Regions from separate parts of the Gossypium hirsutum genome. Here region 2 is linked to region 1. A link is a contact called in public Hi-C data. All regions are on one chromosome and are shown on one strand. The core of a region is the stretch at or near the end of the contact, and the rest is flanking DNA. Distances in the headings are between cores, read along the strand shown. Region 1 holds the start of LOC107899902 (DNA repair protein RAD51 homolog 3). Region 2 holds the start of LOC121219840 (root meristem growth factor 10).

Region 1 (6,718 bases), core at 2,634-5,133:
CAATTCGCCGGAAGCTCATTTTTCCACTTCAAGAAGACCCGTTTCATCCAAATCCTTCGATGTCGATTTGGTCGTTCTCGGCATCGAAACGAGTTGCGATGACACGGCAGCCGCTATCGTAAGCACCCTTTTCTTTTCCCGCTTTCCTCTTTCATTTTTTCCTTCATGGGTGTTCTCTATGTTTCAATGGGAAACTATCTTTGAGTAAAAAAAGGAAAATTTGGGTGAATGTTAGGTGAGAGGCAATGGCGAAATTCTGAGTCAAGTTGTGTCTTCTCAGGTAAGAACTTATTCCAATTAGCAGAAAAATTACCATCTTTATTTTCTTATGGCAGTGAAGTGAATACCTTTTCTTTTCACTTTAACTATTGGCCCTATGAAGGCAGATTTGCTAGCTCGATATGGAGGTGTTGCTCCTAAAATGGCTGAAGAAGCACATTCACAAGTCATTGATCAGGTATCATAGAAGTTTCTTTTATTTGTAAACAAATTATATCATTAATGTGATGCAAAAATAAAAATTTAAACTGATTATAAAGTGCAGGTTGTGCAAGATGCACTTGATAAAGCTAGCTTGACTGAAAGGGAACTATCTGCTGTTGCTGTTACTATTGGACCTGGTTTAAGTCTTTGCCTTCGAGGTAATTATTAATAATGGTTTTTTTTTTTAAAGCTGAACTTCGTTGTTAATCATTGTTTCAAACTGTGGTCAAAGTTACCCTTCCCTTTCGACCTATTTTTTATGCAATTTCTGTGCAGTTGGTGTGCAGAAAGCTAGGAGAGTTGCTGGCAGCTTCAATCTACCAATCATCAGTGTTCATCACATGGAGGCTCATGCTCTAGTGGCCAGGTATTGAAGCAATGACTATATATAGATTAGAATGAGGCATGCACCCCAGCACTTCTAAATAAGTAGCCTTCAGGTAAGACATGAGAAGAGAAGTCATATGTTGTTTATGAGTACCTGACATTGTTACTTCCTTATCTAGGCTGATAGAAAAGGAGCTGCAATTTCCTTTCCTGGCTCTGCTTATATCAGGTACATGCTTCTGGCATTGTAGCATTATGCCGCTTACACTCGTTGCATAAACATTTTTGCTTGTTAGCTAGCTAGTTAGTGAGACAGAGAGGAAGATTGAGAGATGCGTGCAGCGTGGTATTTCCATATAATGTGATCCATATTAAGGCTGTAATGTGGAACAACATCATGGGCAATAAAGTATTATTCTGCAACCCTTTGTGACATGGGGTAATTAAAGTTGTCATCTGCAGTTTTCCTCTTTGCATAAGTTACGGAATGCTGAAATTGCTTGGCTAATAACTCAAAATGGAAGTGCTTCCCCATCTGATTAAGCAATTTGGTGATTGACATGGAAGAAATAATAAATTTAGTTAAGCTACCTACTAAATTCCTGTTTGTGAGTTACAGTCATTGCTTGCTTGCTTGTTTTTCCTGTAGGTGGGCACAATCTATTAGTTCTTGCTCATGATCTTGGTCATTACACTCAACTTGGGACGACGATAGATGATGCAATTGGTGAGGCTTTTGACAAGACTGCAAAATGGCTTGGCCTTGATATGAGGAAGAGTGGTGGGCCAGCTGTTGAGCAACTTGCTCAGGAGGGTGATGCAGAATCAGTTAGATTCTCAGTAGGTTTTTCTTTTAGAGCTGTATTGACCTTTTCTAGAATGTATATTTGATGGTTCTGTTGTTTTTTATGTATGGTTTTGACCATTTCATTTAGTTCTGAGTTTCACATTTGCACTTCATTTTCTTTTCAGATTCCAATGAAACAGCATAAAGATTGCAATTTCTCATATGCCGGTCTAAAGACCCAAGTGAAACTAGCAATTGCATCCAGAAATATGTATGAAAACCTTACCGATATCTATTATAATTTATTATCAACTCTTCCTCCTTTTATCTATCATGGTAATTCTGCTAGATCCCCATTTGTTGTAGTGATGCCAAGGTTCCCCTTTCTTGTGCAAGTAGCCTAGACAGAAGTTCCCGAGCTGATATTGCTGCCTCTTTTCAGGTTACTTCATTTTCCCTTCTTCTTCGTACCACAATCTTAATTCTATATCTATTCATTAATTTTAAATTATATTTATTGATATATGAGACCTTAAAATCTGTACCCCAGCGAGTTGCTGTGTTGCATCTAGAAGAAAGGTGTGAACGAGCAGTTGAATGGGCATTGAAGATTGAACCTTCCATAAAGCATCTGGTGATGTAAATTATATGTAATACATATGTGTATTAATCTTATTTACTACTGATAGTTCTGAGTGCTTCTTATAGTTAATCTGCCACATACTGGTGTATGCTGACCTTGTTCTCATGTTGCTTCTTGCAGGTAGTATCTGGAGGTGTGGCATCAAATCAATACGTTAGGGCTCGATTGGATCAGGTTGTTCAGAAGTACAGTCTGCAGCTTGTCTGTCCGCCCCCCAACCTTTGCACTGACAATGGTAAGTTCCATTTCTGTAATTTTTAGTCAACTTATAAGTTTATGCATGTGTCTATATTCTTGTATGCATGTATGTATGCATAGAAAGATAAAAATATAGAATGTTCAAATGCTCTAGAGTATTAGGATAAACTCCTAAACCCAATGTTTAGACCTTGGGGAATTAACTAGATATTATAGATAAAAAAGTAGACAAGTAATGCCGTAATTTTTGTATGAAATAGGCGTGATGATTGCTTGGACTGGCATTGAGAACTTTCGTGTTGGAAGATATGATCCTCCACCACCTGCCAATGATCCAGACGATTTCATGGTACGTCGGAAATATCTTATGACATGACTCTGTTTGCTTTATAAGTTGTGCATGGTTATAGGCAAAAATAAGCTAAAGTTCACTTGAATTTTCACATGTTTGCGTTGCACTAGTATGATTTGCGGCCAAGGTGGCCATTAGGGGAGGAATATGCCGAAGGCAGGAGTGAGGCTCGCTCATTAAGAAGGGCTCGGGTTCATCCATCGCTTACATCTCTTGTACAAGCCTCACTGCAACAACAATGATACAAGAGTGTGCATATACCCAAAATGCACCCAGAGCTTATATCTCTATTCAGACTTCATAGATCCTCGACTGGTCTAAATTCAACATCGTGATGATCCTTCAGCTTTAACTATCTGATGGTTAATTGAGGTTGCTCGTTACAATGGCACGATTCAGAATACGAATATGTTCAAACCCATTGGAGAGCTGCATGATGCTTTCAATACTCTCTGTAAAGCCTTTTGTTTCATCAATTAACCATGTAATTCTAAATTGAAGAAAGGAATGTAACAGATAGACAAGAAAGATGGAAAAGATAAAGATATATTTCCTTTTAAGTTAGGGAAGAAGCATGCTAGTTCTCAAGAGTCAAATAAAAAACCAAGCAGCCCATCCACATTTGGATTATTTCGGGATTAAGTCAACTTTAGGTTGGTATTGTTTTGAGTTTGGTCATTGAAATTCGAGTTTTTGAGTCGAATCATTGCATATTTATATAATTTTGGATTTTAAGTTTTGGTCATATTGAGTTAGTTGCTTAGGTTTTATGGGTATGAATCGTTTTGAATTTGGACCATTTTGGGTTTAGATCAAATTGAGTTCAAGTTGTTAACTTTTTATGATTAAATTAAGTGGAGATAAGATTCAATTGGACTTTTCGTGATAAAATTAGACAACAACACAATCAAACAAAAAAACCTAACTGAAGAGTAGCATTTTCACATTAAAGTTGGACTCACAAAACATAATATCTCTAATATATAAAATAGAAAAATATGGAACCTACAAATATGTCCAGAACATAAAAGTGGGCATACACATGTACCACATTTAAATAATACATTAGTGCTTTAAAAAGGAATTTAGCGATGAGCATAGATATCTCCGTATAATATAGCATTTTCTTAGTTGTCGGTTTAGATAGCTTTTATTGTAGCTCTATATAATACAACTGACACTTTACTCAAAGTATAATGTAGGGTCTAGTCATAAATTGTCAATATCATACTTATAAATGATGAGCGAAATTTATCATCTTAAGAAATAAATATACAAATATTTAACTCATTTTTATGTATGTTTTATGATCTGAACCGGCCTTCTCTCGAAACCAACCCTTATACTTGACCCTACTTGAAAGCGTTTTAGCCCTATTTGAGCCTTTTGAAACAACCCATAATAAGTCAAGGTGTTTTTTGAGCATTTAGCCCAGAGAAAAGCTACGCCGAAGTTTTATTGGGCGCCAAGGCAACCCCAAGGAAGCTAGAGATGGAAATATGGAGGCTACCAATCTCAGCATCGCAAAGAGGGAAGCTAATCTCAGCTGGCTACACTTCCCTCTCTTCTCTTTCTTCCATCTCTTCCTCTGACCTTGCTCGAGGTGATTAGCTCTTTGCTTTTTTTTTCTTTTGCATCACGCGATCCTGCGGTCCTTGTATTTGCTAATGCAAGCCTACCAACTGTTTGTTTTTAATACCAAACGAACTTGAATTACTTCCCAAACACCAAGGGTTCTTACATTTAAGCCCCCACTCCCCAATTTATCTTTCATCCCAACCCTCAATCCTGACAGAAGTCTGTTTTGTGTGTGAATTAGTGTATTCCCTCTTCAGAGTTTCATGTTTCTAACGCTGTTTATCTTTTTTTATACAGAATTAAAAGTTTCCGAAAGTGAAGCTATGAATATTCTGAAGGTTGCATCACATAGTAGGGGGTCGGAAACCTCGAATGCAAGTTGTTCAATCGTTGAGGGTATTTATCGTTTCTCTTCTATTATAGAGTTTTCGTGCAGGCAAGCTTCACTTTATTTGGTGAAGTTCAACTTATCGCGTTCCTTTCAGAATGATGTTGATTGAAATTTAGTACTTTCCCTCGTGCATTCCTGCTTTTCTCCAATGCCTATATTGCCAGTTTAACTTCTTATAGTTTTGGACACGTTCCAATGGTGGGCAGGTGCACAAAGTGCCTGGGATATGCTCCATGATGAGGAATCATTGATGCACATAACTACGTCCTCTGCGGATCTAGATAACATCTTGGGTGGTGGAATACATTGCAAAGAAGTTACTGAAATCGGTTGGTCATCACTGTCACTGATTGTTAATTCTGTTCTGAAGTATAAATTGACAACTGCTTTTGGTAGTGAAAGTATTATCTTTATGTTGATAGGTGGAGTCCCAGGCATTGGTAAAACACAGCTGGGGTAGGAGTTGTTGCTTCTTATCAAGTTTTGCTAGCATGTTACATTCAGATTTATATTTGCTGTAATTCCGTCTCTATTGACAGGATTCAAGTAGCAGTTAATGTTCAAATTCCAAATGATTTTGGTGGTCTGGGTGGGAAGGCTATATATATCGGTAACTTTCATAAAAAACCACTGCAAGTTTTTCCACTGTTTACCATTGGATTTATGTTGCTAACAATGTGATCATATGATACTTAGATACGGAAGGCAGTTTTATGGTGGAGCGTGCTTTTCAAATTGCTGAAGCTTGCATAGAAGATATGTCAGAATATAACAGATTCTTGAGGAAGGATTTCCAAGAATGCAAAATCAAAATGCTGCCTCAGGATATCCTGGAAAACATATTTTATTTCCGCATTTGTAGTTATACAGAGCAAATTGCCCTGATAAATTATTTAGACAAGTTCCTTTCAGAACATAAAGATGTAGGTATAGTAGTTTTATGCCGGGTCATTTCCTTTTTTATTGGGGCTATATTTGTTCTGGGATTTTTTTTGGTAAACACTGCTGCTAATCACCTGCTCAGGTCATTAAATAGATATGTCATTATGGTCACAGGTGAAGGTGATTGTTGTGGATAGTGTTACCTTCCATTTCCGCCAAGATTTTGATGATATGGCCCTTAGGACCCGGGTCCTCAGTGGAATGGCTTTAAAGTTAATGAACCTGGCCAAAAGATTCAGCTTGGCGGTGAGATTAGTTTGTTCTTGTCGTAAAATTCATAGTTTTCAAATGCAATGATACATCTTTTCTTTTCTTTTCTTTTTTCTTTCTATTTTTATCATGCATGGTGTTTTAGTTTTTGTAATTCATTGGACGGTACATAACGATTTCACCTTTGCTTGTGTGCTTACTGATTTCTATTGTACCTCCTTTTGGCAGGTTGTTTTATTGAATCAGGTGACCACTAAGCATACAGAAGCCTCCTTTCAATTAGCTCTTGCACTAGGTAATATCAACCCCGATCACCTATACTTCTCGCTTAAACTTCTAGTTTCCTAGGTGTTATATAAATGCATAGTCACACACATATTGTTGTATGGTTGACCATTGCCATAGTTACAGTGCTTGACTTATGTAGTGTAACCATGCTGAGTAGGTGATAGCTGGTCGCATACTTGCACAAATCGGATAGTTTTGTACTGGAACGGTAATGAACGGTATGCATATATTGACAAGTCACCTTCTCTTCGATCAGCATCGGCAGCATATTCTGTTACAGCTAGGGGGATCAGGAATTCCTCCTCGAGCTGTAAACGGATCAAAATGATGTAAAATATAGATGAAACTAGAGAATACTGCACCTGGTTTTTCCATCGATAACAAACTGAGGGCCTTGCCTTGACTTGAAAATTGAGAAATGAGAAATCTGCTTTATAGTGAAATATTACAAACTTTTAGCCATATATATATGTATTCTACTAACTTTGGTCTTGTTTTTGCTTGTGTTACTAATCTTAG
Region 2 (7,368 bases), core at 2,819-5,318, 180 kb before region 1:
TGCTATTCGCGCGCGCACGCACACGCACACATATATATTAATAATTTAAATGACTAAAGCTCTAAAATAAAAAGAGATAAGTTTAAAATACAAAAAATTTTAATAGAAATAATCTTAAATTTTCGTCTTATGCGTCAATTTGAGCTCTCGTGTCAAGTTTTCCATACTTTCTGCATATTGACTCATTTTCCATTAAATTAGATAATTATCATACCTACATAGAAAATGATTAATTAAGTGCCAAATTAAGTAGAACTCACATCCAAAATTAATTAAAATATTATACATATGTTATGAAATATATGAAAATATCATATAAATATTATAAAATTTTAGAAATTATATAAAAATAATTAAAATGATAAAAAAATCTATAAAAACTAATAAAAAAGTTATAAAATTTTATTAAAAGTATAAAAAAAGTTGTAAAAATTAAAATATATATAGGAAAATTAAAGAATTTTTTATGTTATTTTAAAGGTATGGATTAAATTTTTATAGGGAGCTTGAACTGTAATTGTAATCAAATTGGTATGGAGTGTCAAGTAAAAGGTTTGAGATAGGCTTAGTTAACCATTGATGTTGAAAAGTACTTTTCAACCAAAAAAAATTGGTAAACAAATAGCTTTCAAATCAATCTTTAATTTTAAATTAGGATTTTAATTTTTATCCCAAACTAAAAAGCCAAAAAGAATTAGCTTTTGGTTTTTGGAAAATGTTTTTCAATGAAGCTACCTTTTTACATGCTCATTAAATCTTTTATTTTACAATACCATATTTAAAAATTGACATTTTACATTTTTAAAAATATTTTTGACAGTAATAATAAACACTATTAAACTTTCAAAAACTACTTTTTAAAACTTCTTTTTCACGGTACTTTTAAACCTAAATGGTAAACTAGTCCATGATGATTCCTGTTTGGTGGCTTAAGAAAGGTGATGAGTAAGCCATGAGTTAATATATGATGAAGGGCAACATTAGTAATTTTTATTAAAAAGTTTTAAAAATTATTAAAAATTACTAAAATATTATAAAAACGGTAGACAAATATAAAAATATATACAAGTTATTAAAATTTATTAAATATAAAAAAAATAAAATTCTACTCCTTTTATAAAATTTTATTATTTTTATATTTTTAAAAAAAATTATATAATCTCTAGAAATCATTTAAGTCCTCTTAAAATAAATAAATGAGCAATTACCTTATAAAATAATTTTAAAAAATTAATTAATCCTTCACGTAAGCTTTTCTTTACATATAAAATTTTTCATGTCAAATATTACATCACTTACCACGTCAATACTTAACGGTTCGTCAACGACTTCAAAAGAAAACTATAGTCGAGGCACTCAATTGATTAGTAAAATTCGATTAAAATCTAAATTTCAAGAGTAACTCAATTGATTATTGAATTTGTTTCTTACAGATATTTTAATATTTAAGCCGAATATAAACATATTAATCCAAATATATATATATTTTAAAATTATATTTGAGTAACAGAGTTGAAGATGAGGTGTTTGCTCACCAAGGATGATTCTAAAATGAAGTGAAATGAGGAAGCGTCATCCAATTCCAAGATTGGATAAGTATTGAAGAAAATCCAAATACTGTAGGAGACTGACGTGGCGGTTACTTGGTTAGCAACCTAGCCTAGTTGGAGGAGAAATGCCCCCAAACTAAAACAAATCTTAAATAAACACCTCTTCCCATTCATCTTAATCTTCAAGACAACAGCACCTCATCCATCGGTTAGTTGATTTCTTCATCATCTCATCTCTTTGTTTCAATTCAATCTGCTGGGGTAAAAAAAAAAATCTTGAATTCTTGTTCTTTTGGTTTCTCAATATCAAATATGGTTTGGGTTTCTTCTTCTTCTTTACTGTCTTGAATTTATGATGATCGGATTCTTCTTTCTTCTTTATTTTTTATTTAATTTGGAATTAAAGGATATCTTAACTTGAATTTGAATTGTTGTCCTACTTTAAAGTTTGTGGTTTTTGTCTACGGTAAGGTCTAAAAATAGGGTATTAGTTGACTTTACATCCTGATGGTTCTGCAGTGATATATCAGCAGATATGACTAAAAGCAGCTTCAAGATTGAGCATGATTTTGGTATGTTACTGCTGATCATGTATTAGCTATTCTTTGGTTGCTTTTCATTAATTTATGGATTCTTAATATCCAGAGAAAAGGCGTGCTGAGGCTGCCAGAATCAGGGGAAAATACCCTGATAGAATTCCAGTAAGAATTCATCCTTACCCTTGTCTTTTTCCACCCTTTTGACTTTTTTTTTTCCTTTCTTCTTTGCTGATGTTAAAGAATAATTATGATTGTTCCACCACTTGTCTATTCTTTGTGCATTCTGTTGCTTCTTAATTTTTTTTCTAGGTATCCATTTTAATATATATAATTGATTTTTGCACAAACGAAGGATCAAATGATTCAATTGGCTAATTTACTGAAAAGTCTTGTTTTTGTTGTGTTATAAATTCTTTTCTCGTCTATGAGCTTTAGAGTTGAGCCTAAATCAGGACTTTGCACTGCCTTCACCTGTAATGCTGGTCTAACTTTTGCTTTAAGTAAACATGTTAATGGATGACTTTTTTCTTAAGACTTGTCGTGGTGTCTTTGCGGCGTTTTGATATCTATTGTGTTAACATCGATTATACACTTTGTTGAGTGTGACTTGATGATTATGAGCAATAGATGAGTTCTATTTCTGTCACGATATCTAGAAAGCAATTTCAGTCCTGCCAATACCAATGTTCATCTATTGGTGGATGTGACTTGATGATTAAGAGCAATATCTACTAGTAGAACAGCTAATGGTCTGGAATGGTATGTGTGATCTATACATTTTCTATTTTAAAGCTTAATAAAGATAAACCTGAGCCTGAAATCCCCTGCCCCTCCCTATCAAGTCTAGAAAAGAAAAAAACTTCTTAAGGAGGAGGAAGGGTTGTAACTCAAGAACTTGAAAGTGTAGAATAGACGATGTCTTTATCCCAGATTGAGTTATCAATAGAAAAAGACTTCATAATTTAGCTGTGCAATTGTTTAAATGGAGCCTGCTAAAAACATTTTATTCACGTTTGGCTTTTCATCCCTGCATAAGGCAAAAGTGAAATTTATAACATTTTAATACCCCAATCTTGCTTCTATTGATGTTTGCGCATGTGCTTTTTAGGTGATTGTGGAGAAGGCAGAAAGAAGTGATATTCCTAACATTGATAAGAAGAAGTAAGCAACATTTTCATGCCAAGTTTACCTTATTCCTTGTTATCATTCATTATTATTTATTAGCAACTGCTAGCCACCATGTGTATGGTTGCATTTTAAGCCCATTGATCAATTTCCTTTGGCACAACTGAAATATAGGTAATGGATATCTTTTTGATGATTTGATTTAAATAATTTACAGATACTTGGTCCCTGCCGACCTCACAGTTGGTCAGTTCATCTATGTAATCCGGAAGAGAATTAAACTGAGCGCTGAAAAGGCTATCTTCATATTTGTGGACGGTGTCCTCCCACCGACCGGTATTAAAATTTGCAAATTTCTTCTCTTTGAATAATGTTATACGTTAATACATTCACCTTTTCAATTTCTATATGCTAAGTAGCCATCACCGTTATGCAGGAGCAATTATGTCAACTATCTATGATGAAAAAAAGGATGAAGACGGATTTCTGTACGTTACATACAGTGGAGAAAATACATTTGGCTAGCAGATCATGCTGGGACCTTATTTCCATGCTATAGTTTACATTTAATTGAATAAATTAATAGTTGTGGCATTCTGCCTAATATATGATATGATTCCTCGGAATGCCTATACGTGTATAGTTTCTCCGTACATAATTCCATGTCAATCTAAAATGTCGGAACTATTGCTCAAATTCATTGAAGAATGTTATAACCCTTTATTTAACTTTGTCCGTAAAAGTTGACAATTCAACCCATTTATTAGTTTCACTGATGGCTGATGTTTGACAATTCCCCTGGTTCAGAGGATTTGAATCATACTATAGTTAACATGGAGAACAGTGGCACATCGTATAAGTAATATAAAATTGGTGCCGTGGAGACAAGGGAGGCTGAGACAACCGAAAATGCTCGACTTTTACCAAACATATCGATTGGATCCGATTTGTCAACGACCCCTGCCCGAATCCCCATCCCTCTGGGAACTCGAGCCTGTCTCGCCGGCGCTCCCTTCTAAACCCAACAAAAATAAACATCCCCCACGAGACCTCCAACATTCAAACTCCAAATGCATGATACAAACAAAACATGAAGGCACAATGCATGCTTTCACCACGAGAATGTTTATCTGCAGGTCATGCCAAAGCATTTTATGTTAACGAGAGATAAAGATGGTTTAACTTCATACATCAAATTTGAATATTAAAAGAAGTTGGGATTTTTAAAGAGAATTAATGAAATATGTGAAGATTTAATCTCTGTATCATCCCCACCCAGGGTTGGGTTTCTCTCAGCGTGTATATTTCCGGATGACCTGCTTTTTGGCTTTGATATGCTGTTGGTTTAAAAGGTTAAGAATGGCGTTGCCAGGAGTCGGACCACTAGTGGAAGGAATGGATTTCGGCGGCCATGGTGGGGGGTTGAATCCACGTGGCAATTGAATAACTCAGATTGTATGGCCGGCGTTGACGGTTAAGGGGGGAACCCTTGTGTTTCGCGCAACATATGAAGGAAGAGGTGGTGGTGGTGGTCCATGTAACCTTGTCTCCTTGGTTGCATGGTCCTACCTCGCTCCCGCACATTTCCGCTTTGTAGGACCGACGTACGTGTATTTTCACATTCACTGTTCAATCTTTTTGGAGCCTTGCAAATGGCTGAGAGTGCATGTGGCATTGGCAAACTACACATAATATTGCTCATGCTTATGGAGGTCGCTACTTCACAATGAGTTCCAACATCGATCTTCTTAAAACTGTTCTAAAAAGAAGCTAACAACATATATTTCTTATTATTTTCGTTTTCTTTAGGGGTTATATAGGGACATTTCAGTCATTAATTGCAGCATATTCTCCAAGATCTATCGACTAAGATCTAAAAAGGGTTCCCACTTTTTTAGTTTTAGCATTAGAATATCATCGGTTTCAAGTTTTCCAAGAATGAAATGGTGGGTAAAGGCAATTAACTAGAAGTAAAAACGACATGAGATTTAACTAGTGTCCCTCGGAACACACAATTAGCTAGCTAAGCACGCATTAGCTTTCTTCAATTTATTTATCTTACTTCTCATTTTCTTACCTTTTATACTTTTTCCTTCCGATATATAATCACCAAAGTAAGCTCTTATGTTGCTTCTCTAATTTCCCTGGTGAGGGGTATATGTTGCTTCTCTTCATACATCTGCATGTTCTAAGTGAAGGATATAGCTGCATTTGATGATCTTACCAGTACCACATCTTGTTTTGCCTTAACATGTCAACCCCATCTTGTTTTCTTCTTCTGCTTCTATGCCTTTCTCTGCAAGCGTGCAGTGCTCGTCGTCTTGTTGCAGTTGACAGTAAGCATCATAAGATCGATAATATACTTCACTTCTCCATCAAGGTTGGTCCAATATACAATGACAATCATCATTTAATGTTTTGCTATTTTGTTGTACATAGTGCGCATGCATTATTTAACTTCGTTTGGGTTTGGGGGCCTTTTGTTTTGCAGAATGATATGAAGAAGGATCGAAAGAATAACTCAGTTGCAGTATTACAGGCGAAATCGTCTTCTTCCAAGGAACTCCGATCCATGAAAGTAGAAAGCATCGAGGAATCTCATGGATATAATGTCACTCAAAAGCTGGAAGATGCTGAGGTGAAGTACCATAAGACAATAGTAGAAATTGAGAAGAAAAAAAATCCAAGTGTTGCAGTTTCTTGGCGTGTGCCTCACAAGAAACATGGCGAAAAAAATCCAGGTTTTAACTTGGATTACTCACCACCAAAGACACATCCTCCTCATCACAACTGATATATAAAAAAAAAAGTTTTATTTTCTTTGCTAGTCCAGAGAGTCGAGGAAAGAAAGCTAAGATACCAGCTCCGGCAAGAACTGCAAAACAAAGAGTTAAAAGAGCCTTTTAATAAAATATTAGGGCTCAAGTCAAATGTTGATCTTTCCAGCGCATAGGCATAACAAGTTATATATATGACCATATATATAACATAGGGTGCTGAATTATAACGAGTTACAAGCCCTTTTTTCCCCTCTATAAATTTAGTGTATATTCATCATGGATCATATATATATGTTCCTCGGAGAGAAATATTTATGTTTCATTAATCTTTTCAAACTACATGTAACTTCCACTATTCCATTCTTTTCTCTTTATATTTCGTTTAGGTGTGAAAGATGAAGCAAATATAACAGTTCGGAATAGTAGTGGGTAGATGCAAGTCAGAACACTACGGCAGTCATTAAATTAGTTTTGGCCAAGTTACACTTGAATTGGCAATTTCTGTGAAGGAAAAACAGCGTTGATGATCAAACTTTGAGCTAACCAAAAATGGCGTTTAGGTAAAGTGAGAACAACGGAAATAAGTTCCGACAACTGAAAATGTAGGTCTCGAATGGTTCATGATTTCGTTTTCAAGAAATGCCATTTAACATGCATGCATTTCGTGTGTGATATATATATTACTTTTTATATCTTATTGGAGGCTATCCAATTTAATTTGTTGATACTCAAATAGGAAAAAAAATCATTTTTATAGAGAGAAAAGAAAAATAAAAGGTTTGGACCAGTGTTCATACGCATAAAAGGAAGACTCAACATTTTAAATAGAATAAGAAGGATACAAGGACTCTCTTGATAAGTGAAGGGCACAAGTTCTACCATGATCGATCCCTTGAAAGGTCCAATAAGGGATAAAGAATGTGTAAATAATCTATGATTAATAATTCCTCTTTCAACATCTTCATCCATCTATATAACACAACAAATATATATAATGATAAAAAAAAATTTTAGTTACTTAGATGAAATATCCATAGAAAGAAAACTTTGATTTGGTTTGATGTACAATTTGATTTGGTGTAATTATACACATAAAAATTTGTTTGTAGTTCAAATGTATACGTACTTACTTACCTTTAAAGACTTTACTATATTTTTATTCTAGAAATTTTTATTCTAGAAATAAGATACGTCTATTTTTATTTCTCAAATTGAGAAACCGATCGAGAAAATGGCGTCACGTTTAAATAAATTTACAAATTAAGCTATTTTTATTTCTCCACTGTTATATATGGTTTGAAAGTGATATGAAAAAGCCTATTTTAATTGCTTTTATAGATATGGGACTGAAAATGATGGAATTTTACATTATTT

What was found. A called contact is a pair of places that touch in the nucleus more often than the background predicts.
Region 2: a contact with region 1 is called in a Hi-C map of leaf, with 2.9 times the contacts expected there. The contact joins the promoter of LOC121219840 here to the promoter of LOC107899902 in region 1. A contact is called at or near these places in 2 of 34 Hi-C or Micro-C datasets (both in leaf).

The regions. Positions count from the first base shown.
Region 1 is chrD08:51,672,908-51,679,625 of Gossypium_hirsutum_v2.1, reverse strand. LOC107899902 (DNA repair protein RAD51 homolog 3) reads left to right here and starts at 3,883. Exons shown (of 9, transcript XM_041098331.1): 1 at 3,883-4,393; 2 at 4,666-4,764; 3 at 4,966-5,088; 4 at 5,182-5,215; 5 at 5,299-5,369; 6 at 5,456-5,682; 7 at 5,816-5,947; 8 at 6,140-6,206; 9 at 6,357-6,642. The coding sequence starts at 4,282. The coding sequence ends at 6,532. It overlaps LOC107900844 (probable tRNA N6-adenosine threonylcarbamoyltransferase, mitochondrial), which reads left to right. Exons shown (of 13, transcript XM_016826579.2): 1 at 1-118; 2 at 236-280; 3 at 383-457; 4 at 545-641; 5 at 760-850; 6 at 990-1,039; 7 at 1,460-1,650; 8 at 1,783-1,868; 9 at 1,964-2,039; 10 at 2,148-2,231; 11 at 2,361-2,475; 12 at 2,699-2,787; 13 at 2,901-3,535. The coding sequence ends at 3,032.
Region 2 is chrD08:51,848,247-51,855,614 of Gossypium_hirsutum_v2.1, reverse strand. It overlaps LOC121219840 (root meristem growth factor 10), which reads left to right and starts at 4,068. Exons shown (of 2, transcript XM_041098338.1): 1 at 4,068-5,594; 2 at 5,706-6,743. The coding sequence starts at 5,466. The coding sequence ends at 6,008. It overlaps LOC107900836 (autophagy-related protein 8f), which reads left to right and starts at 1,517. Exons shown (of 6, transcript XM_016826566.2): 1 at 1,517-1,758; 2 at 2,070-2,122; 3 at 2,196-2,251; 4 at 3,198-3,250; 5 at 3,432-3,550; 6 at 3,651-3,942. The coding sequence starts at 2,086. The coding sequence ends at 3,739.